2 separate regions of the Hordeum vulgare genome follow, and region 1 is linked to region 2. A link is a contact called in public Hi-C data. All regions are on one chromosome and are shown on one strand. The core of a region is the stretch at or near the end of the contact, and the rest is flanking DNA. Distances in the headings are between cores, read along the strand shown. Region 1 holds the start of LOC123449202. Region 2 holds the start of LOC123449199 (probable xyloglucan endotransglucosylase/hydrolase protein 28).

Region 1 (3,282 bases), core at 323-2,822, 810 kb after region 2:
CGGATCCGACGAGTCCAGAGGCAACCCGACAACGGTGCGGGCGTCGTGCCTTGCCCGGATGTTCTGCTCGATTTGTTACTGATGCTTCGGCATGAGCATAGCATAGGTGGTTATCTTTTGCCGGACCATGACGGCAACGAAGAGCATGGAAAGAGCGACACAGCGTGAGAGAGGAGGTGGATGGGCTTGGGCTGGCGACGTAGAGATGAAGGAGGTGGATGGGCTAGGGTCGTGGGACGCCGGCCAGCTTAAACAACCTGATTTGGCATGGCATGGCAAGCCGGAGCGGCACCACACGACGTTCACACCCCCACCAGAGGAGATGTTCGTTCGACCTTCGGATTTCTAGATGATTCCGCGTGAGACCGTGAGACCGTGAGACCGTGAGACCGATACATCTAACGTGGCGGACGCGCCCGGACGCTTCATGTCCGCCCGATATTTGAGACTAAATATGAGAAGTGACAGTCAGCTAGAACGTTTAAGGCCCGTTTGAGAGCCCGTCTTGATCAATTTTTTGTGACTGGACAATAATCGAACCGTCGAAATCACTAGTTGAGGAGTACACCTTTCAACGATTACTCCCACCTTCCTAGATTGCGACAAGTGACGCACTACATGCATGCCACTTGTCGCAACCTCGGAGTTTTTCGTTTTTTCGTAGATCCACATTTTCAAAATGTTTTATCTCCTAAATCATGCGCTTAAATCTTGAACTGTTTTTATTGTTGTGTTTCTCGCGTCGAGATCTTCAAAACTAGATCCCATGTTGATGCGTTTTGACAAAAATATCATGAAAAAACCAAACAATAAAACCGATATTTTTTCCCTTTTCGAGAGGCACGACCGTGCTTCTCGCGGTAGCAAAGCCGTGCCTCTCGCAAAACCATGCCTCTCACGAAAAAAGAGTGAGCACAAAACATGTTTTTTCCCTTTCAAAGAGGCACGACTGTGGCTCTCGCGATAGCAAAACCGTGCCTCTCGCGAAAAAAGAGAGCAGAAAACACGTTTTTTTCCCTTTTCTGAGAGGCACGACCGTGCCTCTCGCTATAGCAAAATCGTGCCTCTCGCGAAAGCAAAACCGCGCCTCTCGCTATAGCAAAATCGTGCCTCTCGCGAAAGCAAAACCGTGCCTCTCGCGAAAAAAAGAGAGAGCAGAAAACGCGTTTTTACCCTTTTTCGAGAGGCACGGTCGTGCCTCTCGCGAAAGCAGAACCGTGCCTCTCGTGAAAAAAAGAAAGAGAACAAAAAACACGTTTTTACCCCTTTTCGAGAGGCACGATCATGTCTCTCGTGATAGCAAAACCGTGCTTCTCACGGAAAAAATGAGAACAAAAAACGCGTTCTTTCCCTTTCCAAGAGGCACGACCGTGCGAAAAAAATCCGAAAAACTCACTCTAAAAGCTGAAAACACGTGAAAAAAAAATACTAAAGAAATGCTCAGAAGCGTGGCGGGGCTAAGAACGTGTTAAATAATGACACGTCAAATTGATCGCTGGAAGGCTTCTAAATAAGTGTTCGCCAAACCGTTTGAGCCGGGTTCGGAGCGCCCGTTAGTCAGCCTAGTCAAAGGCCTCTTCCGCGGGGCCCCACCGATTTCACAGTCTGTCCTCTCCCCTCCGCATCTCCAAGTCTCTTCCAAGTTCCAACCAATGTCTCATTAAAAAAAAAAGTCTCTTCCAGCCATGGCCACCGCCGCCGCTTCGCCGCCGCCGACCGCCACCGGGGACAACGTCCGCCTCCTTATCCCTGGATTCCTCTCCCCCGAGACCTGCAAGGTATATCACACGCTCCTCCCCAAACCCTCCTCCTCCGAGCTCTAATCTCCAGCTTATTGCGATCCGAATCGACCGTCTCATATGGTGCCGCCGTGTCCAGGAGCTGGAGTTCGTCCACTGGAGCTGCGGGACGGCGGGGTACCGGCCTTCGGTGGTGTCTACATCGCTGCCGCATCTGGCTGCCACCGGCTGCGGCCACCTACTCCTCCCCTTCGTGCCCATCCGCGAGCGACTCCGCGATGCCGTCGAGTCCTTCTTCTCCTGCCACTTCGACCTCTTCGTCGAGTTCACCGGACTAGTCAGGTTCTGAACAGTAGTTCCACATTGGTATCAGCGTGTTTCCTTGGAGCATATCAATTTTACATAGATGCTTACAGTACCCTCATATAAGCACCTTGCATTGTACTCCCTCCGTTCCTAAATACTCCCTCCGTCCCAAAATTCTTGTCTTAGGTTTGTCTAAAAATGAATGTATCCAAATACTAAAACGTGACTAGATACATTCATATATAGACAAATGTAAGACAAGAATTTTGGGACGGAGGGAGTATAAGTCTTTTAAGATATTTCACTAAAGGTCTACATACGGAGCAAAATGAGTGAATCTATACTTTAAAATATGTCTATATACATCCGTATGTGGTCTAGTAGTGAAACCTCTAGAAAGACTTATATTTAGGAACGGAGGGAGTACCTGCCCTCATGACTCCAGTAACTTTATACGAATGCACAACTTTACTATACTAGTGGTGCGCGTAAACCTTGAAGGTAGTTAATGTAGGAGACCTGACATAACTTGACACTATAATGTTGTCCTTATTCAAAACCTCTATATTGGGCGTGCAGTTGGTGCAAGGGTGCTTCTATTGGATGGCACAGTGACGACAACAAACCTTATCTTAGGCAAAGAGCCTTCACGGTGAGGACCAATCTGTTCTTGTGAATTCAGTCAGTTTGCATGGTTTTTCATTGTATCTTGACTTTTTAATTCCGAGCCAGTGATATCACACAATTCTTAGCGTAACTGTCATTTTGGTTGATTTAGTTCCCATTTGCCTACTTGTTGGCGAACTATACACAAGGAAGATGTTGTTAAGTATCTCTGTAAAACAAAAACATGTTATTGTGTATCCTGCTTTGCATTAATAGACTGCTGCAAATACTTGCCAATTTCATGAACAATGTAAGAAATGATCGCCACGAAACTATGAGTTTGTTAAAAACCAACACACACTGAAAATATCCTTTGCTCTGTGTATTATCATTGTGATTATATACTGAAGCCATTCATAAAATGGAGATGTTTTCTTAGTTCTGCTATGATGATCACTTATAAGTTTTTGCCCACATTGACCACATGCTTTTTTTGCTTCTTTTTTATGTGATCTTTCTCATGCTGACTTTATTTCTCTCTTCTGAATTCAAATAAAAAGGCTGTGTGTTACTTGAACAATCATGGAAAGGACTTTAAGGGTGGACTTTTGAAGTTTCAGGATGGTGAACC
Region 2 (3,233 bases), core at 144-2,643:
CCCCCACAGCCGTTTGTAGCCACTGCATTCACTCGATCTACCGCTGACGGACAGGCTCACATTCAATCGTCATTAATCTTTGCACTGTTGAGTGTCGTACTGCGAGTACTGGTACCCTCTCCGTGGTTCGCCGTGCAAGAGTAGAAGCTCTCACACAATGTGAGTAGAGTTTAGAGTTAGAGTAGAGTAGGAGTAGTACTGTGCGTACACGGTGAAAGTGCTCAGAAAGAGACGCAGGAGAGAGAGGCGATGCGAGCACAGGAGAAAAGGTGGTTGCCTGACCGTCTCGCTACCGTTTCAGGCCGCTACGTACTCACTCCCACACGACGGCGTCAGGGCGAGAAAGCTACAGAACCTACCGGCGTAGAGTACGTCGGGGGTCCCCCTCTGTCGGCCGTCTCATCCAGTCCGCCCCCTAAATTTCCGGCGCCTGCGGTCGACAGCGGCGTGGCCAAATTCACAATTTTGACCCTTTTGCTAATGTGGCCCGCTTGTGAAATTATTTCGGATCTGATTTTTCTTTACCGTCATTCGTTGTGGCGGTAAGCATACACACCTTATCGTTATTCTCTGGGACGGTGGAGTCCGGATCAGCGCAGATGACACCGTTTGATCTCGTTGACGTGGATAAATGGCTACCCGTCACACACAAAAATGATGGCAGGGTGTGGGCTGACGGTAGAATGTTGAGACGGTTAATTTCGTCACAGCAAATGACGGTAAGGTGTGTATGTCTATCGTGGCAAACGGGTCAAATCAGGCTAAACTATGTCAAAAGCATCAAAACAGCGAAATCGGCCACAGGGCCTCGCACAATGAATCGGTTGCAGCGCTCCCAGGAGTAATAAATCCCGACGAGACATTTCCAGGACACCGGCGCCGCAGCCGCCTGCACCTCCCGCCGGGCATTTCTAGGATACCTTGCCGGCCGTCGCGTCGTTCGGACCCCGAATGCGTCCGATCATCTGGCACGCGATCATGCATGGACCAGCTTCCCTCACCCACGAATACGATGGTTTCGCCACTCCGATGCTACAATACGTCGAATGTCTGTCGACCAGCCTGTTGCTAGACGTGCCGTTTGTAGTCTTGTTCATGCTCCCTGACAGCAGTATGGACCGCCCGAGGCCTCGAGCCGCACTCAAGGAGAAACGGGAAGCTCGTGCGGGCATTCAACCAACGGTAGTACAACAATAATCCCTGGATTCCGCTGGGATCAAGCAAAAAGCTGTGGGTACGGTTTTGATCTGTCAAGTAATGGCCGGCAGTAAAGAGAATGGTTGAGTGAGATATGGGGTTGGGAGTAGTAATTCAGCAGCACTAGCGCGGCAATCAAAGCCTCGATGATATGATACTCCTATATACGTACGTATCAGAACAAGGCCTCGATGATATGATATATACGTACGTATCAGAATACGGATCCTGTTTAATTGCAGCGGACGCGATGATTAATTAAACGGCGCGGCCTACTCGCTCGGAACTGTGAGGTGCAACTCCCGATAAAACGCCGTATGGAAAGCTAGCTTCCTTTGCAATCCATCGCCGGCCTAGTCGCGCGCGAGAGAGAGAGTCAGAGAGACGAGGCGAGAGAAGAAGCAGTGAGTGAGCTGCAGCCAGCCAGCCAGCACGATATAGTAGAGCGGAGCGGAGCGGAGCGGAGGGGGGTGAAGGAAGGAACAGCAGAGGAGAGAGCTCCAATGGCGTGTCACTTCCTCTTGGCCGTCCTCCTGGCGTCGTCTTCTTGGGTTGCTGCGTCCTCCGGCGCCGCCGCGGACGATGTCATGGTGCCCCGCCCGACGACGGCGGCGGCGCTCACCTTCCGGGAGGGCTACACCCAGCTGTTCGGGGACTCCAACCTGAGGCTCCACGGCGACGGCAAGCGAGTCCACATCTCCCTCGACGAGAGGACAGGTACCCACCATGCCGTGCTTCATCGATCGATCCTCACGTTCTTGTCGCCGCCTTCCGTTCCTCATGGCGCGGCGCCTGCCTCTGTTGGTTTGGTGTATCCAGGCTCCGGGTTCGCGTCGCAGGGCGCGTACTTCCACGGCTTCTTCAGCGCCAGCATCAAGCTGCCCTCCGACTACGCCGCCGGCGTCGTCGTCGCCTTCTACGTGAGTACCCCTGCAGGCCTGCACTGCACCGCGCTTCTTGCAAACGAAACGAACCGACATAATAACGCACTGCTAACAGACTTTGGCATTGCGATCGTTGGATTTTCCGGCAGATGTCCAACGGCGACGTGTACGAGAAGACGCACGACGAGCTGGACTTCGAGTTCCTGGGGAACGTCAGGGGGAAGGAGTGGAGGGTGCAGACCAACGTGTACGGCGACGGCAGCACGGCGGTCGGCCGGGAGGAGAGGTACGGCCTCTGGTTCGACCCCACCCACGACTTCCACCGCTACGCCATCCTCTGGACCAACCGCACCATCGTGTAAGCTAGCCCCTGCTCTCCCTCCCATCTCATCCCCGCCAATCTTACTTACTTGCTCCGTTGCTTGTCATCGATCGGCACCACACTGCATTGCGTGCACGGTTTGCATTTCGCTGCAAGGTCTGATCGGACTGAACTTTGAACAGTAAACTAGTACGGAGTAGTTCAGAACTTCAGACCAGGAGCCTCAAGTGATGGCTTCCGGCACAATGTAGAGTGGTTTTAGCTGCAACAGCCGTAGCCAATTACTTCACCTGGCATTCGATTAGCTCGGATTGCTCCAGGGCTATCACTATACAGGATCAGTGTTGCTTGAACGGCGTTTCTGAATCATTATTACAACCCGTAGGCTGAATTCTGTGGATAATCCTTGTGGATGCCTGCACCACAAGTGTCGCTGTGTTACTTGTGTACTCTGTATATACAAGTTCCAAGCACACATGTGGTACCTGCCAGCAAATTAGTGATCCTTAAAGTACATACCAATATCTTCAGTGCTTGCAGAACACAGTACCATCTCCGTGTCCTTTGATAAAACAAAATAGTGTCAGTACCTGACCTGCGCTCTTTGTCATGGTAGTTCAGCTTAGCAATGTTGCATGTGCTACAACAATGTAGCAAGATAACCTCTGCTGCTAGTATTAGCTTCAGGTAGGAGTACTTTCTGTTGTTTGTTGCTTCTTTCCCTTTCCTTCTCTCCCTTTCTTTTTTCACCCTCATGACATGATTGAGAGAAATTGGCTCCTCTTCTTTACAGCTTACAGATTCCTCATGCCGTTGCCGCTTTAATAATT

The links. A called contact is a pair of places that touch in the nucleus more often than the background predicts.
Region 1: a Hi-C map of seedling shows a contact between it and region 2, with 4 times the contacts expected there. The contact joins the promoter of LOC123449202 here to the promoter of LOC123449199 in region 2. A contact is called at or near these places in 3 of 6 Hi-C or Micro-C datasets (leaf and seedling) and 1 of 1 datasets of contacts at active chromatin or transcription factors (embryo).

Annotation. Positions count from the first base shown.
Region 1 is chr4H:512,406,069-512,409,350 of MorexV3_pseudomolecules_assembly, forward strand. LOC123449202 reads left to right here and starts at 1,573. Exons shown (of 9, transcript XM_045126335.1): 1 at 1,573-1,778; 2 at 1,879-2,081; 3 at 2,625-2,697; 4 at 3,212-3,282. The coding sequence starts at 1,686.
Region 2 is chr4H:511,594,245-511,597,477 of MorexV3_pseudomolecules_assembly, forward strand. LOC123449199 (probable xyloglucan endotransglucosylase/hydrolase protein 28) reads left to right here and starts at 1,394. Exons shown (of 4, transcript XM_045126329.1): 1 at 1,394-1,914; 2 at 2,017-2,117; 3 at 2,231-2,367. The coding sequence starts at 1,701.